Linked DNA regions of Gossypium hirsutum: regions 2, 3 and 4 are each linked to region 1. A link is a contact called in public Hi-C data. All regions are on one chromosome and are shown on one strand. The core of a region is the stretch at or near the end of the contact, and the rest is flanking DNA. Distances in the headings are between cores, read along the strand shown.

Region 1 (2,796 bases), core at 255-2,754:
AAATTTAATTCTTTTATTTAAAAATTATATAAAAGATAAAAATAATATAATAATTTAATAAAAAAATAAATGATACCCAATTAACTTATGATACCAATTTAATTAGAAATTTTAGAAATTTAAATAATAGTATAGATATATGTATATCGATATTTAGAATATCACTTTCCTATGGCGGCTTTCTTACCTTCCCTACGATCTAGGAAATAAAATTACAATCTTTGTTATATACATAAAAAATATTAAATAAAATTATTAAAAAAATTATATTGTCAGATTGAGTTATTAAAATAAAATACTCTGATGAAATTAAAATACAATTTCTTTTTCAATTTTAATTTTTAATGATATTTATTAGATTAACAAGCACATAAATTACTTTATTTTATTAACTTATTTATTTTAAGTAAAAATAAAATCATATATTTATCTCAAAATTAATGTACGACTGTATTGAAATAAATTATAATTATTTACTATTTATTTGAATTAAAAAATAAAATAAAATTTAATTTGATGGCACTCAAAATAAATTCAAAATTAAAATTTTTAAGGTTTTACAAAGGAAAAGGAAATATTAGATAAAGATAAAGAAGAAAGTCTTTTTCTAAAATATTTCGAAGAAAATGCGGTTTTAAGAAAACAAAACAAAACATATCGTGAGAATCATTGTCCGATCAAAACCGATCACTTTACATGGCTTCACTGGTAAGTTCTTTGTGGTCCAGGCGCGTGCTAACCATACACAAGCACTGACGTGTGATTCCCTACCAACAATACAAGACATGCACACACCGAATCTGAAACCAAAACCAAAACCCAAAGCATGATTTTATTTAAAAAAAAGTTTAACTTTGTTATTAGCCCCTATACTTTATGAAAGTTATGTAATTAGTCTTTATACTCTAATTTGATCAATTTTAATCTCTATATTTTTGAATTGGTCAATTTTAATTCATGTAACTTTTTTAAAATTTAAATTTTAGTCCTGATCAAAATAGTAGCTTTAAATTCGCTTGGTTAAATTCAATTACTAGTTATAGATTATGAATACAGTTGTAAATTTAGTTCATATACTCTAATTGAATTATTTTAAATCCCTATATTTTTCAAAATTTGATATTTTAGTCTTGACATAAATGATAGTCTTTGATTTATTAATTGAAATTTTAGTGAGTGATATGTGGAAGTAATATACTAACATGTCATTATATATATTATAACATGTTTGGCGCATTAGATTTTAAAAATAATAGAACTTAATAAATTTAATACTTATTTATTTGGTAAGGACTGAAAATTTGAAGTTTGAAAAATATAGGGGCTAAAAATAATTAAATTAAAGTATAAAGAAAAAATCCACAATTTTAACAAAGTACAAGGACTAATAGCACAATTTAACCTAGAAAATTTACAAAACAAACAAAGGTAAAAGCAAAAATGATCAAAAACTAAAATATCCTGCTTTCTTCTTTTTATTAATAAATAAATGAAAGAAATAGTAGTTAAATTAAATGAAATTAATTAGGGATTTTCATTTTTCCTTGTTGGATCTGGAACCCTAAAAATTAAAGCAGATGATATTCTTCTTCATCCAAGCACGCATCATCCAAATTCAATAAAAAAAAAAAACCAAACAAACAAACAAAAGAAGGTTTGATTTTGATTTTTCACTATCAATCATATATTTCATTTCGTGGATTCCCCAACTTATTGCTACTTCTACCCTTAATTTCACCTCCCGATATGTCTCTGTTTTGTTTTACATCTTCAGCTCTAAATTGGAAGTGATAGAGTAAATACACAGATATTATCTCTTGTTTATTTCTTGGGTTTTCCTTCATTTTCGATACTGCGTTGTGCAGATACTTGGTCTGCTTCAAACATGCATGCTAGACATAGAACCGCTGGGAATGACTATAGATCTAATTCTATGGCGATGGGGGTTTCCGCCTCCCGGATATCCCCTGAAACATCGGGTAGAGGCCATGGGTTTTACAATTTAGAGTACCGCAACTTCAAGCGTGGTTTTGGGCGTGGTCAAAGCCACCCGAAATCGTTTCAACCGCATCCGCTCCCAGCACGCGAAGGCACTGACATATTTATGGAAGCTGGCCGTCTTGCGGCGGAATATTTGGTCTCTCAGGGGTTATTGCCCCCAACTGTGCTACCTGCTAAATGGCAGAACGGTAGGTTGAAGAAGCAAATGGGGGATTATCAAGACTATAGGTCACAAGAGGGTGATAACTTGCACGTTCCCTATGATGGCCGAACATCGGCACTTGCTCGTCTTAGAAATGCTAATTCTGATTTGGGTCCAGGCAGGAGGAAGTACCTTGATGATAATAACTCCACATGGTCTAAAAATCTTTCTAAAGGAAGGAGGAAAGAGGGATCTTACCGGGGTCGAGAATATGGGGGAAGTGGGTCATGGTCTGATCGGATTCGGGGTTCTCCTGACTTGGAGATTGATGATGATAATGTTTCTGGACATCATGAAGAGCCACAGGCTGGTAAAGATGTTGGTAATGGATTGCAGAAGTCTGTTTCGAACGAGTTTGCTCCTAAAGGTGAAGAATTAGATAACTTTGATGTTAAGTACAATCTAGAGGATGAATTGAGCTTAATGGCAAGTTCTTCTGGTGCCGAGAAAGATCTAAAGTCTGAAACTGATGGAGAACTCCAGAAGAGATCGGATGAATCAATGGATTTTAGAGCTGAGGCTGTAGAACTGAAGGATGGCGGCAATGATAATGTTGAAACTGAAGAGGAGGGTATCTTGAATGATTCATCTTT
Region 2 (2,700 bases), core at 192-2,691, 150 kb after region 1:
TAAAATTTCATGCAAAAAAGGTGAGAAACTAAACATTGAAGGAAAGTTGTCACCTAAGCATTATTAGCCAATACCCAATCTAGTATTTTAAATGTACCTTCTCCTTGTCAAGTAAATGAAGGACCAATGTATCCTAGATCCTGCAAATCATAAGAATCAACAAAATTTCCAAAAAAAATTTGTATCTCTTTTCGGTCGCACAGTAACTTTTTTACCATCAAGTGAAAGAATAGTATTGAAGTCACCTATTATTAACCAAGGAGAGAAAATATACAGTAACACAAATTTCAAACCATCCCAAAGTAGTCTTCGTTTCTTCGTATCAGGATTACTATAAACAAATAAGATAAAAATGGAATTAGTAGAAAAAATATCATCAGCATGAAGGAGAATGAACTAAGGATGATTGTGGATAATCTGAATCTTAATAGAATCTTTCCAAACCACCCAGATGCCTTCTGAAAAGCCAACAGCTTCAATACGGTCAGAAAATTAGACCCTAATTTACCAATAACATAATTTTATTTTTTACTACTTATTCTCTGTTCCACAAACATCCTATATCTGGATTAAATTATACATTATATTCAGGAAAAACTCAAAGAAATTTACTGTTAGCGCACCCTTGGCAGTTCCATGAAAACAATTTTAATTTTAAATCCATAAAAAATTAAACATTAAAAAAATTAAAAAGAGAATGATACAGTCTTACTATCCATGAGGATCAATTCTAGCCAGATGCTCCTCTAACCTAACAAAATCACCTAAGTTGATTTCCCCTCTGTTATTAGTCAAAATAATCTCAGTCAAGTAGTTCATGGTCTCTCACAACGGAACGCGTGAAGTTACCCAAGTTTTTGAATCTATTATATCAGCCATGATTGATTTTATTAAGTTTTTTTGTTATTTTCCCACCTCTAAGATTATCACCATTCTCTTTTCCAGATTAGCAAACCACTGCCTTCAACACAATTATTCCATTATTCCCCTCATCGTTGAATCATATTTTTAATCTTTTTTCACCTTAAAAATCACAGCCGTGTGTTTTTTGGGGTCAAGGTTGCCGACCATCACCTCTGACGCAATACCTATCATTCCTTCCATTGTTGAGCATGGAGCAAAATTAGATTCCAAAGAATCCCCATCGTTGCCATTAAATGGCTCAAATTCTGAATCAACAGACTCATCATTCTTTATCAGATACTATTTGATGATAGTAGCTTTGGGTGTCTACTATCTTCCAAGTCCTTCTATAACCTTGTTCACCTTAGAAAATGGCATACCTTCAAGTGAGCCATTAAGATTCAACCGCTCATTAGCTTCTTTTATATTCTTCCTAGACTCGCCATTTCCTAAATGATTATCATTAGCCAACGTACTAGTTGCACCAAGCCCAACAGGCAACCCACTAGCAGCTCCATTTGATCTTACCAGGCCAGCAATATTTTTAAAACCCAATTTATTAGGTGAACCTTTGTCCACTAATTTACTTACCGGATGACCGTTGCTTTGCCTTAAGGTTTCTTTTTTGATGGTCCCCATTCATTATTCCTTTCCTTTTATTACGTCGATTGTCAATCACCTCGGTTTGATAACCAAAAAAAAACCCTAGCATTTAGTTCCAACTCCATCAATACTTTAAACTTAAACATTCCCTTGTTCTTCGCTAGATTTTTAGCATTCAACTGCAGGGGATCCCTAGCCTTTCACCTAGATTTCTTTTCCACTAACATCCATGACCCGTAAGTTTTTCTGTTCTCCAACATGTTGTTGATAGCTAAATTTTGGTTTTTTGGTGATAAACCAATCAGCAGTGATTCATCTCCGGTATTGTGTTCATCTGCCTTGAAGGTGCACATTTCTTTAACATGTTCATTTCTTCTACACTAAAAGTAAACCATCAGAAAAAATTCATATTCAAATTTTTTAACTTTGCCATTAATTAAAATTTTAGAAACCAGAGGCCTCTCCAAGTTGATATAGACCGCTATCCAGATAAAACAGCCTCTTACTCTGTTATCAGTTTTCATATGCAATTTGGTACCTTCTCAATCAGTCCTTCTATTTCCCACAAAATCTTTCATTTATACAAGTATCCTGTCAAACCTGGAAGCCTGATCCATGAGATTACTACCTTCGAAAAATTTTGTATTGGACTGAAGAAGGTGGTCCATGGTTGTACTGTCAAGTATTGGCCAAACACAATCCAGGGACCCCTAGAAAAGACCTTCTCACAATCAAGCTTATTCTGGAATTTGACTAGAAAATATCCATTTTCTGTGTCCATCAAATGGAATGGTGATGAGAGCTTTCATAAGCTATAGAATTTATTCTGCAGGATTGAATAACCAATATTACGCCCTAAAAGTTTCAAGATCATTGTGTTTTTCATATCTCTAATAAGGATTTGATGGATCTTATCTAAAAACTCAATGTAAAGGATACCATTCACTATAGACTTTTGGATATCTCCTTCCAATAAATCAAAATCCTCTTTCTCCTCTAATCCATTCCTATTGAATTTGGAAGATTGGCTTACTAGCTTGTCTTTCCAAGAGCTTATCTGTTCAACACTCAGATCCATCACCATATCGTTACCTCTATTTCCATCTTTATCTCTAAAATAAATCTTGTCAGGGATCAAGCCTTCCGTCGAGAATTCTCTAGAACCAATAACAATTATTTCACAGAGAGAAGACA
Region 3 (2,786 bases), core at 219-2,718, 150 kb before region 1:
AGATGCATTAAAATCGGCTTGAATAAATTAAAATTCTTTTTCGAATTTTGAGTTATTTAATTTTTTTTTTTTAAGTTTAAGTAATTCAGTTTCTTGAGTTCAAGTCGAGTTAATTTTACAATTAAATTAACTCGAATAATTCGAACAATTTTTTATTGGTGTAAATAATCTTTTAGTCCCTGTTAATTTCGAAAATGAGCAAATTAATTTCTCTAACAAAAAATACTGAAAAATTCAAAATAATTTTAAAAGTTTAAATATTTTAAAAAATTGAAAATTTCATAAGATTTTTTAAATATATAAAATTAAAAATTCTAAATTTAAAGAAAAAATAAAAATAATAATTTTGAGACTTAAACAAGTAAATTATCAATTCAAGTTTATCGTATTATTTTCCTTTATTTTGGTTTCAAAGAGTTCTCAAATTATATTTAAATTTATGGGCTTTAACAAGAAATATTTATATTGTTACAAGATTTTAATTTGACATGTTTATCTTTTAGTTTAACTCGAATAATTTTACTCGAATCAACTTGACTGGACTCGATTTGAAAAAAATCAAATCAAATTAGAATGATAAAATAAGACTAAATAACTCAAAAAAAAATTTGCTACAAAATTCATCCCTAAAGATAACTATTGATGTCACAAATGATGTAATTTGTTTTTAAAAAATATAATGAGATGGTAAATTAAAGACACATAAATAAAAATAGAAGGATTTAGAGTTGTAGACAAAAGTAGAGGAACATTTAGATGATATCATTGTGGATTTTATTTAATTCTGAAAATTGAAATGAAAGCAGCAGCTTGAGTTGCTTGACACTAATATTAGTTGATTAAAAAAGTAGTCCTATTATTTTAGTTACCCTAATAATTTGACACGAATTAATAAAAGAGCAGGCAGCCACCGCGTTACTGACTTTTTACTCTTTTTATTTATTTGTTTATTTCACATTTCAGAGTTGATTAATAAAATGCCAAATTCAACATCCTATGTAATATGTATACACAATAATACACAATAATTGGGTTTTAATTTTAGATTCCATCCCTTTGATAGTTTTTGCTCTTTGAGGTCAAACACAAAATATATGAGAGTTGAATTTTGGGGCAGCCATTTGGAATCCAACCAATAAGAGAGAAGGAACACATAACCCTACTCGACACAGGTAGAGGAAATTATTTACTATTTTTATAAATAATTTTGACTTTAACTCGAAAAATCCTTCTTCATATTTATTAATAAAATTGAATAACAGTATTAAACCTATAATTGACATGTAAATTAGCAATCCAATACAAATACTTCAATAATCTATAGGTATCTAAAATTAATAAATATTATCAATTGAATTAATTTGTTAATAAAATAATTAAATTAAATTTATCTGGTTTTTATAAAACCATAATTAAAGCAATCATTTGTATAATAATTAATTAAAAAGGAAAAAAACAAAAGAAAGATGAGAGAAGTGGGAAGGGATGTCTGTGTGGTTGAAGACTTGAAGCAACAATCTATAAATATATATATATATAGATATGTGTGTATGTTATTTATTACAAGAAGCAAGCACAACCTAATCAAAAATCCTAATTGATGGCAGATTTAAAGCAAAGGGGTATATATAGATTGCAACCAAAATAAGCATTTTTTTCCTACTTTCATTTCCCTTTCTCTGTCTTTCTTTCTTCCTGTCTGGTCTGGATCTTCCCTTTTGTTTAATTTGTTCAGAGTGAGAGTATACTAGTTATGAAGGTGAAGCTCATTATTTTAGTTCCATTCATGGTGTTGGTTTCCATGGTTGTAGCTCAACAACATGTTGATCAAATGCAGCATCAACACGATTCCAACTCCATCACATTAGAGTTAATACATAGGCATGCTCCTCAGTTCACCAACAACAATCCTATAACTCAGCACCAACGCCTGGTCGACCTTCTCTACCATGACATTATCCGCCACGGTATCATGTCCCACCGAAGACGAGCCAAAGAAGAGGATCCACTCACTGCATCCATTAAAATGCCGCTTGCCTCGGGTAGAGATTTCGGGATAGGCCAATACATTACGTCGTTCAAAGTGGGGACACCGTCGCAGAAGTTCTGGTTGATAGTCGACACGGGAAGTGATTTGACGTGGATCCGGTGTCGATACCGATGTTCGAGAGGGGATCGTAGTTGTACCAGCAAAGGGAGGATAAACCGAAAGAGGGTGTTCCATGCTCCATTATCTTCATCCTTTAGCCCAGTTCCTTGCTTTTCAGAGATGTGTAAAGTTGAGCTCATGAATCTCTTCTCTCTCACAACATGCCCTACTCCAATTACGCCTTGCGCCTATGATTACAGGTACGTATATTAGATTTAGTATTTAGATTTGGACACAACTTCTAAATGGAGTTACGACACATTGTTGGTAAATAATTGACCTCACCTCTCCTCTGCTTATGATTTTGTTTATTTCCGCCCAATGTCCAAGACACGTATCTCCACAATAGGTGGAGTTGAGTTAAATAACCTAACCCTAAAATTGGGCATTAAAGTTAGAGCTGCTTGGGAGGTAAATGCTGTTGGGATAGCTGCTAAGGCTCACTGATATTTATGTCAATTGCTTCTTTTGTAGTTTGGCTTTAAATGCACTAAACCAACCTCCAGACAATTGAAGCCCCAGAGTTGGCTTTTAAATTCACTACTTGTCCATATAGTAAATATTGATTCAGAAATTATGATTTGCAGCACGTTTTTAGTTGAATTATATATCTATTACACAAAAATAAAGATTTGTA
Region 4 (3,053 bases), core at 506-3,005, 170 kb after region 1:
TATGGAAGTCAGGTTTCGAGGTGATTTTGCTTTATATCGTGACGGGTGGAAGCCTACATAAAGGTCTCATTCGATGGTTGTTATGAGGTCATAGATCAGAATATAACAGGGGAGCTAGTTGACAGTCGTTATGCGGACATGAGCTCAAAATTTTGGATACTCGGAGATATTGCCATATAAATACCATACAAAAGTTTGAGGGCATAATCATAAGGAAAAACTATGGGGCTTCTCGCCATAATCGATATAATTCTTTTCTTCATTTCCACATAACCGGTATCTTTAACCTTCCTTCTTATCTGAAGGTCAGCACTGCTGTGGATGTAGGACTATGAGGCAGGGAGAGGCTATTTCGGTGGAGTAAAGGTGATGCTCCTTTCGAGGAGACAACGATTATCGTTATTAAACAACCCATTAATAACTACAACTTCTATTGTGCTGACCCAAGTTTGACCTCTACTTTCACTAAAACATCCACTTTCCTCTTGAGAGCTCTCTTGTCCCCACCTGGGTGTCAACATTCGGATAAGAATGAAAGGTTAAATATATCGGTTGCTTGGAAATAGATAAAATAATTACGTTGATTACACCGAAAGCCCTTTATTTTTCCCTATAAATATGACATCAATATTATGTATGGTATATATATAAGGTATCATTTTCGGTTATCCAAAATGCTTGAACCCGTGACTGCATAACGACTATCAACTAGCCTTCGATTATACTCGAACCTGTGACTGCATAATAGCTGTCGATTGGGACATTTACTTAGACTTTGACCCATGACTGTATCAAGTACTGTCACCTTGAAACTTGACTTTCATAGGATGGGTTTCTAAGGTAATGGTCTTATCCTGGCATGACATATGAAATGTATGTGTTCTAAGACACATTATCGCACCCCAACCCCTCAAATCTACCTATAAACTTTTACAGTTTCACTTCTAAAACTCTAAATACTAAACCCTAACCTTAAAAAACGAGAGGTTGAGGAAACTCTCCAAAATTTATTTATTTCCCTAAATTTTTAAAAAGTACCCTATTTAATCAATTAAAAAATTCAGCATATTTGGCTAATTTAAAGTTATTCTTGTTTTTGAGCAAAAATTTTTATAATTGATACTTGAAAAGAGCTAATTTGATTAAATTATTTTGACAAAGCAATATGAAAAGAAGTACAAACATTTTCTGTAAATTTAATTTTCGCCAAAAAAGAAACCCTAAATCATAGAGAGCTTTAGGTTTCAAAAGTAAAAAAAAGCCTCACTGTTAGTAAATTTTACTAAAAGATTAATACTACATAGCATAGTACTGTACTGTACTGCTTTCAACTTTATTATTGGCTTGCAATTTTTTAGGGAAAAAAATAAAGAAAAGGAAAAAGCTATACTATTAATACAACGTCTCCATAAAATAAAATTTATCATTATCTTTAAAAAAAACTACAAAATTCAAATGAATCAATGATGATTTAAAAGTTATCGTTTTCCCCTTAACAGTTAAACACCAATCCTACCCTCCAAAATCATGAAAAACGGTGAAAATTTTGATATTTTATTTAAAGGGTGGAAAGGATGGATACAGGAAATGGATGGTGAATCATCCATATCATGTATTTTTAATTAATAATGGTGATTGTAAAGACAAAAACAGGGGAATTTTGTCGGCTAGTGGGAGAGGGGCAACATGGGTTTCGATTTTCGACGACTTTCTAATCTAATAATCTATCAAACTCTTGTGTTTGGAATTTGCAGAAGCACAAAAATATTTAAGTGATTGAATTTAAAACCCACATTTCAACCACGGAAATGGGAAAGTATTATTATTGATAAACCAAAAACAAAATATCTACAATAAATATATAATAAACACAAGGGGAAAAATGAAGGGTTGGGTTTGTTTACCATTAGATTTTCTTTTTGAAATAAATGTATTTTTAAAAAAAATCTCTCTCCCTCCTCTTTGTTTTTTTATAGTGTTACTGTTTGAATAGAATGGAATGCTACTGCAGACTTTGTTTGCTTTTTTTTTTTTTTAATATTTAATTTTAATTTAAGGGTGGGAGTGGAAAGAAAAGAAGGGGAACCTGATGCCCCTTTTGATGTGTGAGTGGGTGGCTCTGATCTTTCCTTCACTTTCTCATCTCTCTTTCTTTCTTCCCAAACAAAAACTCTCCTCCCCAAAACTACAGCCTCACTTCAATCAAATTCTCAAAGGTAACTTCTATGCTCTAATCTTCTCTTCTGTTCTTCTACATCTATTCTGCCTGATCTTGTTTCAAACCAAACCAAACCCACCCATCTTTCTTTTCCTGCTTCCTTTCTTTTTTTTCACTCATCAACTTTCCTTCAAAAACTAATTCACTTACTAAATATATGTACATATGATTTCACCGTCTCCTCTTTTTTTCCCCCTCAGCTTCTGAGTTCCTTTCTCGCTTTTTCTGAACCCCAAGGTGAAGAAGAAGGAGAATCTAGTCCATGGGATGTATATACTAGATTTCCTTTCTGGGATCTGTTCTACTATATATTTCAGATTTGGGTTTTTCCTTTTCTTTGATTTCTCTCAACTCTTGACTACATATATCGGTTTCATGAAGCTTGGTTGGCTCGTTCTCAGCTTCAAAATTTCCCATTTATATGTATAACTCTTGCCTTTATTATGTGATTAATTATGGTTAACCCTTTTCTTTTTATGGGATTTGATCATTTGTTGAGAGTTTGGTAGTGGATGGTGTTGGCACAAAGTCTGAAAGAGGAGTACTTTGCTATTCTCTGGGTTCGCTCACATAAAATAACGCTTCCCATGGACACTTTAGGCTTTGGTTGAGCAACATCTTTACTTGCGGGTTATGTTCTTTGGTTTCCTTGATGAACCAAAACGCACATGCTTCAACTACACTCCATCCCTTTCACATAAAATAACGTTCTTTCATTGCCTTGTCTTCATCATCTTCTTGGCTTCTCTTTTATTGCAGGCTATAAATGAATGAAGATAATGAGGTTTTGAGGTTATCAGGGATACAACTAGAAAGAAATAGGATACAGTCCAAG

Evidence for each region. Hi-C and Micro-C count contacts between places; a contact is called where the count stands out from the background.
Region 2: a contact with region 1 is called in a Hi-C map of leaf, with 3 times the contacts expected there. The contact joins the enhancer-like site here to the promoter of LOC107951363 in region 1. A contact is called at or near these places in 2 of 34 Hi-C or Micro-C datasets (callus and leaf).
Region 3: a contact with region 1 is called in a Hi-C map of leaf, with 2.8 times the contacts expected there. The contact joins the promoter of LOC107893550 here to the promoter of LOC107951363 in region 1. A contact is called at or near these places in 5 of 34 Hi-C or Micro-C datasets (leaf and petal).
Region 4: a contact with region 1 is called in a Hi-C map of hypocotyl, with 5 times the contacts expected there. The contact joins the promoter of LOC107951365 here to the promoter of LOC107951363 in region 1. A contact is called at or near these places in 13 of 34 Hi-C or Micro-C datasets (anther, hypocotyl, leaf and 2 more).

What each region holds. Positions count from the first base shown.
Region 1 is chrA13:91,092,428-91,095,223 of Gossypium_hirsutum_v2.1, forward strand. It overlaps LOC107951363, which reads left to right and starts at 1,505. Exons shown (of 5, transcript XM_016886382.2): 1 at 1,505-1,654; 2 at 1,866-2,796. The coding sequence starts at 1,886.
Region 2 is chrA13:91,240,175-91,242,874 of Gossypium_hirsutum_v2.1, forward strand. No RefSeq gene overlaps it. Among protein-coding and RNA genes, the nearest start is that of LOC107952254, 25 kb to the left of the region's middle. Within about 2 kb of position 1,442, at least 1 of the 9 cell types and tissues checked has an H3K27ac peak or open chromatin away from gene starts, as enhancers often do. A contact at or near this core is called in leaf, where this site is marked.
Region 3 is chrA13:90,943,780-90,946,565 of Gossypium_hirsutum_v2.1, forward strand. It overlaps LOC107893550 (aspartic proteinase NANA, chloroplast), which reads left to right and starts at 1,469. Exons shown (of 2, transcript XM_016818582.2): 1 at 1,469-2,349. The coding sequence starts at 1,754.
Region 4 is chrA13:91,264,412-91,267,464 of Gossypium_hirsutum_v2.1, forward strand. It overlaps LOC107951365, which reads left to right and starts at 1,756. Exons shown (of 4, transcript XM_041085206.1): 1 at 1,756-2,216; 2 at 2,978-3,053.